2 separate regions of the Triticum aestivum genome follow, and region 2 is linked to region 1. Evidence: chromatin contacts called from public Hi-C data. All regions are on one chromosome and are shown on one strand. Each heading gives the region's core, a stretch centred on a gene start, on an enhancer-like site or on the middle of the called end of the contact. The rest is flanking DNA. Distances are from core to core; before and after follow the strand shown. Region 1 holds the start of LOC123113338 (transcriptional adapter ADA2). Region 2 holds the start of LOC123113343 (transmembrane protein 256 homolog).

The links. Hi-C and Micro-C count contacts between places; a contact is called where the count stands out from the background.
Region 2: a contact with region 1 is called in a Hi-C map of leaf, with 6 times the contacts expected there. The contact joins the promoter of LOC123113343 here to the promoter of LOC123113338 in region 1. A contact is called at or near these places in 3 of 5 Hi-C or Micro-C datasets (leaf and an unstated tissue) and 1 of 1 datasets of contacts at active chromatin or transcription factors (leaf).

Annotation. Positions count from the first base shown.
Region 1 is chr5B:575,802,758-575,810,174 of IWGSC CS RefSeq v2.1, forward strand. LOC123113338 (transcriptional adapter ADA2) reads right to left here and starts at 3,373. Exons shown (of 12, transcript XM_044534549.1): 1 at 3,084-3,373; 2 at 2,751-2,988; 3 at 2,040-2,105; 4 at 1,848-1,973; 5 at 1,694-1,769; 6 at 1,098-1,164; 7 at 950-1,008; 8 at 785-850; 9 at 163-385. The coding sequence starts at 3,136.
Region 2 is chr5B:576,147,631-576,155,047 of IWGSC CS RefSeq v2.1, forward strand. LOC123113343 (transmembrane protein 256 homolog) reads left to right here and starts at 3,345. Exons shown (of 5, transcript XM_044534556.1): 1 at 3,345-3,504; 2 at 3,593-3,663; 3 at 3,785-3,865; 4 at 3,954-3,997; 5 at 4,154-4,405. The coding sequence starts at 3,453. The coding sequence ends at 4,253. It overlaps LOC123113341 (protein TORNADO 1), which reads left to right and starts at 7,098. Exons shown (of 3, transcript XM_044534554.1): 1 at 7,098-7,417. It overlaps LOC123113344 (a long non-coding RNA gene), which reads right to left and starts at 6,680. Exons shown (of 2, transcript XR_006455990.1): 1 at 6,547-6,680; 2 at 4,815-5,099.

The DNA.
Region 1 (7,417 bases), core at 2,123-4,622:
GTATGGAGCCCTTTTCATCTGATGAATATTACTTAGTAGGAGCAACGAATAAGGTGCTGCCATGATTCTTCTCAAAATTTGAGGCATAAACTCAATGTAAGTTACTGCAATAAAAATAATATTTACTACAAACATAATTTTTCATCATTGATGTTAACAAACCTTGACAAGTAAATACGCAACACACGTAGCTTCAGTTCACGATCAGTTTCCGAATCAGTTTCTTTAAATTCCATCTCTGCAAGGGCTTGTTCAGCATCATTATCATACTCTGGGTCAAATTCATGTCTCTTTGCATTGTACCCACTCAATTCAGTTAAAGAAGGCCCCTCATCTGCAGAATATCTGGGTTTTTTCACGCCAATACTTCTATCCATATGACCATCTGGCACACGCAAATTGAACAGAACAAATTTCAATATATGATAGTGCAGGAATCTGAAGAAATATAGTTGATTATCACAAATAGAAAGCAACTGCTTCCAGATCTATCTTTGGTAATATTTTGCAGATGGTATAAATTTCTAAAATATATAAGATCTTTGAGGATAAAAAAATGACTTTGTAATTGTGAAGCATGTCTCAAAGGGTGATATCTTAGGAAACCATAATAAGGAGTGTTTTATTTTGATTTAACCTGGCACCTGTCAGTGGTAATTGAACAATAAATGGACATTATTACTGATGGGAAGGCAAAGATTGACAATGAACGAATAACTGAAAATAGAAAATAGCCCAAATGCATCCATCTGGTCACCCATCAATGGTTTATATATGATCATACCTTCGACTTTAGATAGATTAGCACTATCTTTAAAATGCCCAACAGTTGAAGCTTTCTTATTTGCACCTGAGGCAGATTCAACGCATTAGCATAATCTGAATCATATTCTAATGACATAGACAGAGAAAATATTTATGATTGGATCTGTCAAATTCCAAAACATACCACCAGGTATGTGCGAAGGTGATCGACTGGCTGGACCTTCTCCAAGTGCATCTTCCATCCTATGCAAGGTATGAAGGTAATGGTCAGTAAGTAGCCTATTGCAAAGTTCATACCTGGTTATAAATATTCTAGAGCAAGAACAGCATACTTGACCCTGGAGGGAGAAAACGGTGACTCTGCCTTAGGTGTCAAATCCCCTGATAACAGTGGAATTCCTACATGAGAAAAGAAAGGAAACATGAGATCAAGACAATCAAATAAGTGAGATATCATATCTTAATCCTTTACTGCCATTCTTCTTCATGTGATGGAGGGAACTACTCAGCATGTACTTTTTAGCACCCTCACATTCCGAGCCATTACCAACAGAATAATATTCTGCAGAACCTTTCTGTTATTTCATTATATTAGCTCATGCACTTCTGCAGATTCTTGTGTTCATGTCTGTGGTTCTGTGCATACGGATAAGTTTTTTATATTAATAGTTAAGATATCAGAAGGGCAGAAACAACGCTACTGAATATACTGTTATATCATTCTTGAAGACCAGATCTGTGCAACCAAAAACCAACTAAGATTCTCATCTCCTATGAGAAATTGATATTTAGTAACATATGTCAGCCTTCAAAATTCAAACCCAGCTTGTGTCACCAATTAGATCAAATATTCAAGAGAAATTACAATATTTGGTTCCAGACTAAATAGATTTTCTTTGTCACCTTAAAAGATGTGACCATGACTTACCTTTTTTACTCTCACCCTGTACTTTAGCCATGGCAAGAAGTTCCTTCCTATTCTTGCCATTAACATGAGACATGTCCTACAATGATGAGGTAGCATTGAATTAAGTATCAACTGTTTTCAACTCAACAAATGAACAGGTAGACAAAATGATTACCGGAAGGGGATAACAAGGTGAGTTCATATATGCAGTAGTATAATGCTCAATGCACTGTGCCTTGCTCTTGGTACCAACATGCTCCGCAACTTCAGCCCAGTTTCCCAGACCATACATTTCAATTCCCTACAATTATTAGAGTCAGAACCCACCACCCAGAAAGTGAACAGAACAGATGGATACAGAAAATACCTCTAGAAGAAGGATTTCCTCATCCGCATTCCAATCTGGACAAATTAGTGGAAAAGATAGGTTGTCCTGTTGCAAAAATTCGGTTAAGTTAAAGGATGCAACAGACAAGGCAAGCACTGACAATACAAAATACTTGGAAGTGCTAAGGTGGAAAGTGGTTTCTTTTTTCCTCTTCCCTTTTCTTTATGAGAACTCTCCTCAAGATGACCTGGGTGTGCATGTATTAAGCGCCATATAGCCAGTTGCAATCAAGATGGTTGAGTAGAGAACCATGTTGATCCAAACATATGATCTGAGTTCACACATCAGCTGATGACTGACACTTGTAAGCGTACTCAAGTTAAGAAGGATGAAGCCTGAATGTGATGGGAATACACTAAGACAGTGGTTGTGTGGGTTGATTCAACCTTGGAGTGTCACATTTCATCTTTTGGGTTTCCCGCCTTTTTGACCAAGTAACAATCAGTTCAGACTTAATCAGTTCAGACTTACTATTCGAAGTGACATGTGAGATGCTAGGACAAATTTGAGGAACCATGCTATACCAGCACAGGTACTAACAGCCTGTTAAGTTCACTGGAGTTCAGATGTGGTAACTCCACTGTTCTATAACACTAGCATTAACATCTGTTACTGCGGCTTCTCGACACTAGTTAGTCAGCTAAGCATGCATTTGCACACTATTAAGCTAAGTGAGCATTGGACACTGACCATAACCCTGTAGGGGTGGTTGCTCCGATGCGGAGTGACCTCAGCTCCGACGGAGAAGCACTCGACGCAGAGGTCAAAGTCGGGGCACTTGGAGCACTTGAACCGGATCTTCCCGGACAGGTCCTTGTTGCAGTAGTTGCAGTGGTACAGCGCCTTCTTGCCGTCGCCGGCTCCCCCGCACGCCGCGGAGAGCGAGTCCGACGCATCCCCGGTCGAGGCGACCCTCCTCCGCTTCGACCTGCAACGAACGGACAACGCATTACACCATTCGCTCGCTCGCAGCCAAGCAAGAGCGAAATGCGAAGCGGCGGGCAGAGGGGGGGCCAGCGGGACCTGTGGTTGGTGTCGTCGTCGCCGGAATTGGGCACCCCGCGGGACCGGCCCATCGCGGACCAAACCCTAGCGCAAACCCCTCGAAACCCTAACCCTAGCTCGAGCGGGGATCCGCTACCACGCCGCGGCCGGCCGCATCGAGCTGAGCAGAGCTGGGTGGGGGGGTGATCCGGGCGGGGGCGCGGGTTAGGGGGACCGGGGGCGCCGGGGGATCTGCGGCGCGGCGGGGGTCGGGATTTGGCTGGGGCGGGGAGTCGGGGGGAAGACGACCACCATGGGCGACCGCGACGCAGCTACAGATCAGAGCCAGTAGTAGAGTCGGACTAGTATACTGCCGGCGCCAGATCTGGGCCGTCCATCTGAGGTATCGGACGGCTGACGCCCCTCCGTGGACAAATCAGGGGGATATCTCTTGCAGCCGCTCTGAAGCTTCGGGCTAGAGCTGATCTGATTAGCACGAAGAGTTTTCGGTGCAGAAATTCGTTACAGCAGACGCGACCCGCCTCAAACTCCTAGTCGGACGGCCTTCAGTGACCGCTCACAGAAAAAAAAACTAGACAGACAACGTCCGGACTGACCGACACCCCTCATATCCAGTCCAAATAGCGAACCAACCTGTGATTGTATGGTTAGAGGGACTGTGGTATCCCCAGCCCATCAGGGTTCAAGTCCAGCTGCTTGCATTTATTCCTGGATTTATTTCAGGATTTTTGGCGATGCGCATTAGTGGAAGGAGACGTTCCCGTGATGACGAGGTGCCTACGGTGACTTTTTGTAAATTTAAAGATGATATGTCGGCTCAGTCTTTCGAAGGTGCTCATAGGGGTAGAGTGTGCGTGTGTGCGCGTGTATATGAGTGTTTGCGTTTATAATGTGTTCAAAAAAATATCCAACCCAAATATGAGATGGATATGGGGCGCCGGGCGCGTCCGCCGACATCCCTACTCCACCATAATTTGCATCAAATCCATCAAACCGTCCCCCTCGTTCCGCCTCCCTCCAACCTTTCGCGCTCCAAGCCCTCGCCGTCCGCCACACTTGTTCTCCACCCTCACCGCCAATCCCGATCCGCTGCCCTAAATGCCATCCAGCTTGTCCCTGACCACCGCGACAGAGTCTGCGTCCGCCTTGTCCGTCGGCATCCGGTCCTCGGGTTTGTCGTGCAAGCCAGAGAACATCGCCCGGAGGAACTGCCGTCGGTGGCAGCAAGAAAGGGAAGTGGCGGCGGCGCAGGGAGCAGATGTGGACATGGACGAGCAATTGTCCCCCCCCCCCCCCCCCCCCCCGGGCCGTGCCCAGAACCCCACACCCTATCCATCCCGCCGTCGACAAGGATTGCGCCGTCAGACCAGGTTGGGACAGAGGATAATCCGACAGTCAGTTGGGGCATTCCGGAGAGCTTTCCGCCCACGCAGATGCAGCAGGTGGACGTCTGCCACTCGCCGCCGCTTGTTCGGGCGCAGATAAGCACAAGCACCAGCGGCGCCCGGGCTGCCCACGACCTGTTCGACGGAATGACATAACAAGACTTGATATGTTTTTTGTTGCTCATCCAAAAGATTCGATATGAGCATGCCAAGAAGTGGCTTATCAAGAAGAAGAAAAAGATCAAACGAGCGTAGGGCCTACAAGGCGGCGGTGGCGGTGGCGGCTATGGCAGCAGCGAAGCATGTGGCTGAGATGCAAGTGGAGCATGCTGCAAAGATGCAGGCAGAGCTGTACACAAGGATGGCCTCAGAGCAGGCGGCATGGATGGCGCCCGTCGAGTGATTTGGCCAGCCAGTGACTGATCCGTCATGCTCAGACGTTGATTTCATCTTGGCATGTCCGGATTGCTTTGCTTTGTTGAACTATGATTTCTTTTGCTTTGTTTTGAACTATTGAATTGGGACAATTTGTATCATGTGATCGACGTGCATCGATTGTATGGATTTTAAGTTCCGAATTTAAGGTGTGTGGATGTGCGGCGGCACATATGAGGGGATGTCCAGTGCTGTCCGTGGACACGCCCAGACGTGTATAGGGGCGGATTTGCCAAGTCCAGCTCTTAGATATTGTTTTCTTAAACAGATGTAAAAAAATTGCCCCGTCATATTAATTCAAAAGGAGTTTTACAAAGAAACAAAAACATTCAGTCTCATAGAGTGTATGGTTTACTCTCGCGGCAATAATGAACTCAAACGCTTAGCGTCCACTAGTATAACTCGCGAAAAAACTAGACATTCTACATAATGAAGACATTCCTAAAAACTCTTGCATTACACTCGTTCTAAATGTCTCATGAAATAAGCATGATGAAAGAAGCAAATCCCTTTTCTTATGATGTCGACGCCTTTTGGCAGTTGATGCTGGCCATCAAGAACCACCAATCAGCGGGGAGAAGAAAGTTGTCTCAACCTCCCGTGCGCAAATCCACCAAATATGTATTGTATATCTACATTTGAAACACATGTGCGCAACAGCGGTTCTCGTTTACACAATTGACATAAACTGCAGTTAGCTAACCTTGACGTTGAAGGCGATCCGCGGTTCAAACCCTGTCCTAGATGATGAGCCAAGAAAAAGGACTTGTTCTTGGACGGAATCCAATTTGCCCAAACCCCCGGCTTAAGAATGGAAGCATTCGAATCTCCAAGTTGCGGCTTAACAATTGCGTCCTCCTTGTTGTCCCGAATGTGTGTGTCCAAACGGTAGTTATTAGATTTTCTTTTAAAACATTTATAGTTATTGTGCATTGCTTGCCTGGACCTGGTGAAAATGATTATTATTGTTTCTTTTTTCAAAATATCACCCCCCTTCTTCTTTTTGAATCTGTCATGAACGATGTAAGTGTTTTGCGTTAATCAGAAAAGTAATCTATGACGACATTCCTTAAAAAATACTCCCTCTGCAACGAAATGTAAGAGTTGTAACGAATGTCATCATAGATCACTACTTTAGTGATCTAAATGCTCTTATATTTCTTTACAGGGGAGTAATAGTTATCACGCGTTACTTTTTTCGTCTAAGTTTATTAGTCCCCTTTTGTATTTTGGGTAAAACTTCTTTCAAATATGAATCCAGCAATATATTTTTTGTGGCACATAACTTGTACTCTCTTCGTTCCGAAATATAAGGTGGGTTAGTTTTCAAAAGTCAAACTTGTGCATGTTTGACCAAGTTTTTAGAAAAAATATATTAATATCTATAAGGGCGTATCCAACAGCCGCCCAACGCGCGACGCGCTAAAAACTAGTTTGCAGCGCGCTTATCGCCTGGTTTGGCGCGACGTGCAGCGCTGGCTCCAGCAGCCGCAGTAAAAAGCAGTGCGCGCGCGTAGCTCCAGCAGCGCGTGCGAGCAGCCGACCCATGCCATTTGTTGCATTTCGGACACAAAATGTATTTCCCACATCACAAAACAAAGACATGGCATATAATTTAAATCACACAAACAAGTTGATGACTTAAAAGTTCATGCCCACAAGTTCAAATTCATGCCCACAACATCATCCAACCAAGATCAAAATGCAAACCAAGTTCATGACACAAACAAAAGGCAGAACAATCAAGCCTCGTCCTCGTCTTCATCCTCATCTTCCTCCGATTCATCCGACTCCTCCGAAGACGATTCTTCCTCCTCCTCTTCATTGTCGCGCACCGCATCCTCATCACGTGAAGCTCGGAAGGTGTTGGCAAGATCTTCAACGGCATCTTCATGCGAAGGTGTGTGAGACACACGGAAGACATTCCGCCTGTGGCGCCCGGAGGTGCACCCATGCCTCCAATGAGTGACGCAAAACTCATGCCACTCATGCCGGCCATGCCGCCCGAAGGTGCTCTGAAGCCACCCATGCCTCCCATGGTCTCCATGGTAGCTCCAAAGCCACCCATGACACCCATGCCGCCCATGGTAGCATGCCGGTGCTCGGAGGAACTCCGGCGGGGGCGAAGCCAAAGCTCCCCGCGCTAGGGTTTGCGGCGGCGGCGCGTGAGGGGCAAAGGTGGCACGGTGGAGAGAGTGCGGCTCGAGCGCTCGAGTGTGCCGCGCGCGAAAGCGCGCGCACCAAATACACAACGCGCGATGGCGATTCGGACCGCGCGTCCAACTCTATATGCCGCGCGTGCGCTTATTGCGCATCCGCTGGAGCCCCTCTACCAATTGCGCGCGCGCTAAAAAGGGCAAATTTGCGGCGCGGCGCTCATTTAGCGCAGCTGTTGGAAATGCTCTAACACCAAATTTGTATCATTAGATCCGTCTTGAAAAATATTTTCATATTTTCTTTGGTTTGTATTGAGGATGTTGATAATATATTCTAAAATCCTGGTCAAACATACTTTTTTTACGGGCAACTGCA
Region 2 (7,417 bases), core at 2,095-4,594, 340 kb after region 1:
GAAGTTGGCAAAGGTTGGCTCGCCGAGGCAAAAGCCCGTGGTCCAGCTAATGTGATGAAGCTGGTCGGCCGGTGACGCTGAAGTCTCCGAAATAAGTTGATGACGGGATGACGAAGCCCCCAGTCCAGGCGAGGAGACAGAGCAGGTCGGTGAGGAGATGTGTCAGCCGAGGTGTTGAAGTAGTTCAGCGTGGTGGACATCGGCTCGATGAAGCAATGGTTCGGGCATGCCGATGTAGGTCATAGCGTGTGATGTGGTTAATGCTGGCTTGATGAAGTGACCGTGCGGCGATGCCGGTGTGCCCGCTTCGTGTAATCCGTGGGGCGGCGGTGTTGGTGACGATTTATCCTTCGTAATGCCGAAGTATTGTTCGGCTGGCCGAGATGATGATCCGAAGAAGTTAAGCTCGGCTCAACAAAGCAACAACGTGTCTAGCGCAGGTCGACAGCCGTGGAGTGATGTTGTCGGGCCGGTTTGACACCGGCGCGATGATGAAGATCATATTGTAAAAATACTTTTAATATTAATGGGATGTGTTTGAGAATAAAACACAATACCCCATACGGAAACGTCCTTCAAAAAGGATGTCCGAAATCCCGTTCGTAAAGGAGATGAACTCGGGTCGGATTCGTTCTCGCGCAGAAAACAGATCCAAAAAGTGATGCACTAATCGGAAGGTTCCTGGAGTTTAGACGGTCGGATCGAGCTGAATTTTTGGCAGGTGGTAGATATGAGAATTCCGCAGCCGATCAACGGTTGGATCTTCCAAAGGACGTCCGAGCTAGATGCTGGACACCTCGCTTCAAACTCGTCCGGATTCTCGTCCAGATTCAACAGGGCTCCGGTATATCGGAGGTTGCCGGAGATTACTCCATCGGAACTCGACGAAACTTTTGCAGGGTTGTTGTAGACTTAATTCCACATAATTCCACGGAAGCAATCGTTTAGGCGACACTCGAGGAGGCGGTGGCGGCGGATATGAGTTTGCTGTTAGAAAAACAGCACGGTCACCCGAGGGCAATGTTGACGTTGAGCCCCCGAGCTCCATGGATAACTCCTCCATGATCTTGATAGAGATCGGAGTTGATGTTGATGAAGGCCCTCATCCAAACATGACAATCGGAGGTAGGGCGCAGTCCTCGGTCAAGCCAAGGTGACCAGTCGAGCTGGTGACGAAGAAACCGACGTCGCAGTTGACCTGCAGTCGAGCCATTGATCCTTTCGCCGATCACACAGTGGAACTCTCAATGAAAGCACCAATGTCGGTGTCAAAACCGGTGGATCTTGGGTAGGGGGTCCCAAGTTGTGCGTCTTAGGATCAATGGTAACATGAACACGGGATTTTACCCAGCTTCGGGCTCTCTTGATGAGATAATACCCTACATGCTGCTTGATTGACTATAATGAGTATAGGGGTTACAAGAGTTGATCTACCTCGATATCATATGTTGTGGTCTAAACCCTGGAGGTATGATGAGTAATGTCATAATCAGCTATCGACTAGCCTGGCCTCGGTTTATATAATGTATCAGAGGCCTAGGATAACAAGAGTCCTAGCCGAATACGCCGGTGGGGAGGAGTCCTTGTCTTGATCACCAAGTCTTGTGGAATCTTCCTTGTATGCGGCAACTGTCCGAACTGGCCCATGAGTATACGTCCATGGGGGTCCTCGGCCCAATCTAACTGATCGGGAGATGACGTGGTGAGTACCCCCTAGTCCAGGACACCGTCAGTCACTCCATCCGGGCACTAGCCCCGCTTTGCCTACGCCTCCCTTCCACCCCTGGTCCAACCGTCGTCCAGGTACCTTCCGCCCTTGCGCACTGATGCCCATGATGAACACCACATCTGCAAAGGGTTCGGCCAAATGACATAGCGAATTTTTTCAAGTTTTTTGAAACGCGGTCTTTTAGGGCCATATTCATTAAAAATGGTAGAATAGAGTTGCACAACCGTTACAACACGACCATAAGAATGGGCACCCCGGCCGACCTGGCACAAACAAGATCACACACAACGCTGAGAAGAGGAACCCAACGAGGTTGTCGGCCATGTCATGACATCGCCTCTCTCCGAGTAGGTGACCCGGATGAGCCCCTCGGAGTGGAGGTGCGGTCGCCAGCGAGGTAGAGTAGGACATGAGATACACACCGGCTCATGAGACTCGAGGCGCTGTCGTATCCCATGCCATACTCTTCCTCGTCAGAGTCCATGGCCTACACGTCGACGGTCGATGTGAGGTCGATGATGGATCCGTTGTGGTCGGAGCCCGACATGTCCATCATGACACGATTGCGGCGCCAGGGGTTGTCGTTCACCTATAGCGGCACTGGCGAGTGCGACTCTGCCCCGCCGTGTTTGCCGCGAGGGCTTTCGCGGCCTCCCACGCCCTTTGCCTCGCACGACGGGTCATCACGCCATATTAGCCTCCGCGGACGGGCCACGGGAAGGCCCCCCCTAATTGGTGCGCCGACGAAGGGGATACGTCTCCGCCACGCCGTTCAGATGCCATACGAACCGCACTGCCTCCAGTGAGGTCGTGGCGACGCACCTCACGTCGGATCCAAGCGCTGGTCGTTCTCCCTGCGGGCACGACCGAGCGCAATGCAGACGACTATCTCCTCCTCGGGCCTGCATGTGATGAGCTCACAATCAGTAGATCGGGTGACGGAGGACTCAGATCCACTGCCCGCCATATCGGAGAAGGTGGAGATCACTGGAAGGAAGCTTATGGGCGGGGTGGAATGGCTAGAGTTTGGTCTGGGGAGTCGATGAAGACAAATATGTGTGGGGTCAGGGTGGGCCAACATGGGACGAATCCGACGTGACAGACGTGCTCGGGCCCGCCCGGGCATCAACCTATTTGCCCCGGATTTGGGCTAGATATATGGGGTGTCGGTCAGATCGGCTGTTTCGGGCCGGTATGAGGGGAAAAAAATTCTATGAGACCAGGTCTCATGGATTAGCAGGTGAGACCCATCCTGATGAATGACATGTGGCATTCATAAATCACAAAGCATTTACCCCACCCCCATCTGAAATCAGGGGGAAAAGATTAGATGCTTTTTGATTTGTGAATGCCACGTGTCATCCATCAAGACGGGTCTCACCTGCTTTATATGAGACCTGGTCTCATATAATTTTTTTTGGATATGAGGCCTCCGACCGCATCACATTTTTTGATCTGTCAGTGACCGGAGAGTCCTTCAAAAGTAAGGGGCGCTTGGATGTAGATGCTCTTAAGCTGCAAACCTAAGCAATGCGCCGTGCTGGCCATTGATCCAAGTATTCAACGTTCCACAACTGTTTTGACCGATTTGGCCACAGAAAATAGTTGACTGCTGGCAGCAAAACGCCAACTCCTTAAAAAAACGCCAACCACCAGCGGAGAAGGAAGGAAGGAAAGCACAAGCAGAAGCAACCGAGCGAACGGCGACGACGACCCGAAGAAGATGGTGATGCCCACGGACCCTATGCTATGGCACAAGGTGGCCGCCGTCTCCGGTAACCCTCAACCCCCCCCCCCCCCCCCCCCTCCCCTCCTCCTCCGGTTGCTTCCGCACTCTGACGGCTGGGTGAATTGGTCGAGCAGGGGTCGCTGCGCTTGGACTGGGCACCTATGGAGCGCACATGTTCCGCCCGCAGAACCCTAGATACAAAGAGGTACACCCGGCCACTCTCCGTTCATCGATCCCCAGCCGCTCCCTCGTCCCACTTCCGGCCCGTTCCTCCAAATCATGAATCAATCTGCGTCTTACAGTTGTGGGGAGTTTTTTTCTGACAGATTTGGCAGACCGCGTCCCTGTACCATCTCGTCCACACCGCGGCGCTGCTCGGGGCTCCCATGACCAAGCGCCCCAACATCGTCAGTACCAACGCCCGCATCGCGCTTTCGCTTTTTTTCTTTTATCTAGCTGTGCGCTAATTCATGCGGTCCTTTGCTGTGTGTGCAGTTCGGAGGCCTTCTGACAACTGGGATTGTGCTCTTCTCTGGAACGTAAGTGTGTATATGTGTTTGTCTTTAGATTGCACTGTGAATTTTCGTGGGATGCAAAGAAAATGAGGACCGCTGCTCTTGGATTTTGTTTGCGTTGTTTCATTGTTTGGAATGATGATGGGATTGCACAATGATTGTTGCTCATTTCATTTCTAGGTGCTACACTGTGGCTTACCTTGAAGACAGGAAGTTCTCTTCACCAGCACCGATCGGTGGCTTTGCATTCATTGCTGCTTGGGCCAGCCTGCTCTTCTGATTGTATTGTGTTTTATCGGGTGAAAACTATGTCTACTTTACACAAGGCTTTGTATCAGTCGCTCTATTAGGTCATGATTGTACTGCTGTGGCACACAACTTTCTCATACCTTTACAAAATAATTAGAATAAAACAGTTCCCTTGATGTTTCACACTTCCTCATTTGTACATCCTGCTTAACAGTCCGATCAACTGCTCATGCCAATGAAGCTGCGTCTCTTGTTTCTTTAGATTTAATGCCAATACTTTTTCCATGAGAATCACGGGATCTTGGCTCCCGTGGTTGTCCTTGCAAACATGGTCAGCTTGATTTCTGTCAATCTCTCTGCTTCCATCCATCAACAAAATATCCTCATTTTCAGGTTATAGTTTGGTTCACCGTGCTCCCATAACTTGTATCATTATAATTTATTTAACATTGTAGAGATCGGCACGGGCACGGGCACTACTTAGTGTAGCAATGATTTGATCTATTTGCGCTACAAGTGTCAGATAACCATAGTGATTATTGCGCTTGATTATATCCTAGCTGTTTGGGTCTCTACCCCTTTACACACCATATAAAAACTTGCTCAACTTTTATTGATACAAAACCAGGTACATGACTAAAATTGAAATTACAGATGAGACACGGAGTTGAAACATTTTGAAGTATGGATCAATGTTAGGCATTGCCCTCCTGATTCGAGTAATGACATCCCCTCCACAAAGACGAAAAATGTGTCGAACATTTTTTCCATTCTTTTCCTGAAGGATCAGTGGAAGAAAACCAGGAATGCATGCGTCTTCCAGTGCTTCGCCCACCGTTATATCAGGGCACTACTTCAAAGTTACATGAGTTACGACCTGCATTGGCATGACAGCACGAAGTGAATGACATGGCTGAGAACGATCATGTTTTTGTATACTCCCTGTCATTCACAATATAAGTAGCCTAGACCATTTACACGGTTTCAAAGTAACACTTTGATCATAATTTTCTCAAAAAATATTTTGTTTCAAACAAATTCTAAATATAATTATGACAATATTCATGTCAGTTTCATATTTTGTCTAAGCTGGTAATTCTTTCTATATCGATGGTCAAACCTAAAAATGTTTGACTAGCACAAATTCGAAAACTGCTTATATTATGAATCAGGAGGAGTAAGATAAGTTATTTATATTTGGATGCTATCCTAAATTCTCTAAGAGTACACGCTGATTCCAAAGAAAAGAACTTCCTTACGTGCGTGCTTGTGTGTGCGCGCGCGTGTGTGTGTGCTTGTGGCGTGCGGGTATCTTGTGTGTGTGGTGCGTGGTTGTCCTCTGCATGTTTGATCTTGCTAGTGGAATTTCAACCTGCAAAAGTGTATGCTCCTAATGATGGTTTAGGTTATGAACATACTTGGATTTAGGTCGGTGACCATTGCAGCTGCATTGAAGTAGCAAGAACCAGCATGGTTCTTGTATTTTTGCCAGTAGCTGTTGAAGGCATAAGATGCATGGTCCCTGACTGTATTGGGAAGGTAACACGATTTGTTAGGCTCAATCATCGTACAATCTGCACCTCCAGGACCACATGCCCAGCTAAGAGCAATCTGTAGGATATCATCTGGTGTTTGCTCATCCGCTATGCACCATTGCTTCTCCCAGTTGCGATCCTCTGCTTGAAAATTTATAGGTGTAAGTATTTCTTCAAATTCCTTAAATGGTTCTGTGTTTCATTGATTTATCTGGGAGACATGAATTCAGACACTCTATTTCAGTTACTGGATGGTTCTTTTCAATGTTCAGTGATTATTTCTGTATTTACTATGGTGTCAAGGTTACAGTTGACTTTATCTTGTTAGCATAGCACCCCATGAATCTAAGTATGAACAGCAATGAGGCCATGATTTCTCAGGCTCAAAAGTTTATGGTATCTCAAGAGCAATAAATATATCCACTGATGAATCTGACAGAAATCTGCTTATGTAACTTTGAGCAGTGGATCTGGCAATAGCGGCTCGCCCCTCCCCCGGTTTACATGGTTTAAAGTCTGCATATCTTTGTTTTCAGTAACAGAGTTGAATCACTCGGTATATGCTATTTCAGATATGCACATATCCTCTCTCTACCAAGCTACCATACGGCATGTTTCAGACTGTTAGTCTTTACTATATTGCTTACTCTGAGATTGGATTTTATGTTAATAGAATTTTGAAAGAAGAAACACTGGGATGATTAGAGATAGTAAGATTAAAAAATGGAAAATAAAGGATAAATAGCGCATGAGCATTTTGGAATCAGGAGCCGGAAGTTACTTTCATACCTTGCTGAGCCGAAACTGTGGCGAAGTGAAGGATAAAATAAAGTAGATCAGCCTTGTTGCTGCTTGCTTCTTCAGATAGCAGTTCTTCACTCTGGCTGCACTTGGTGGTAAGTATGTATGCATTTTGCTTCTTTCTACTCCTAGCACCTTAACAATTAAGTAACTCTACAATGTGCTTGGTTTGATGGAAATCTACAAGTTGTGTGAAGCTCATATAAGGCTCAGTCTCTGTAGACATTAAGAGGGGAAAAGGATGGGCTAACTTTTATTATCTGAATATTAAAGGCATCCTGCACTTATTCTTTACTTCATGGACACTTCTGAGAATCTTTTTCTGCTTAAAGCGCACACTGCAATATAATGTTAAATTAAGAAATAATCAGTGATTACCAGTGATGTAAGACAATGGGAAGTAAATCTTCTTTTATTTCCAGAATTCTGCAATGAAATAAGTGAACAAAATTTTAAGTTTATTGTTTGACAATGTAGATGTTTCCTGTCAAAATTTGTGCTGGCGTTGCAATATCTATGTGTTATATCTGATATTTTGGATGGGTGCACGTATTTAGGATGGATCATACATATAGTGGAGTCATGGTTGATGCTTTAAAAAGTTGAAAATCAAAGCAAAACTTTGATATTTTCAGGCTTTCAGCATACAACTTTGATACCTTGGTACGTGGAACTACGCAAGTGATTCCGTATACTTGGAACTTATTAGCTTTGCCAATCATGTTCCTTCAGACAAGCAAAGCAAAATAAAGATTATTCCTTTCTTTATCATGCTCCCTAGACAAGCCAGGAATCTGATGCCTGACCTTGCCTTGCACTCGTTTTCTTTAGAAAACTTTCTTTCCAGTTGCCATATATG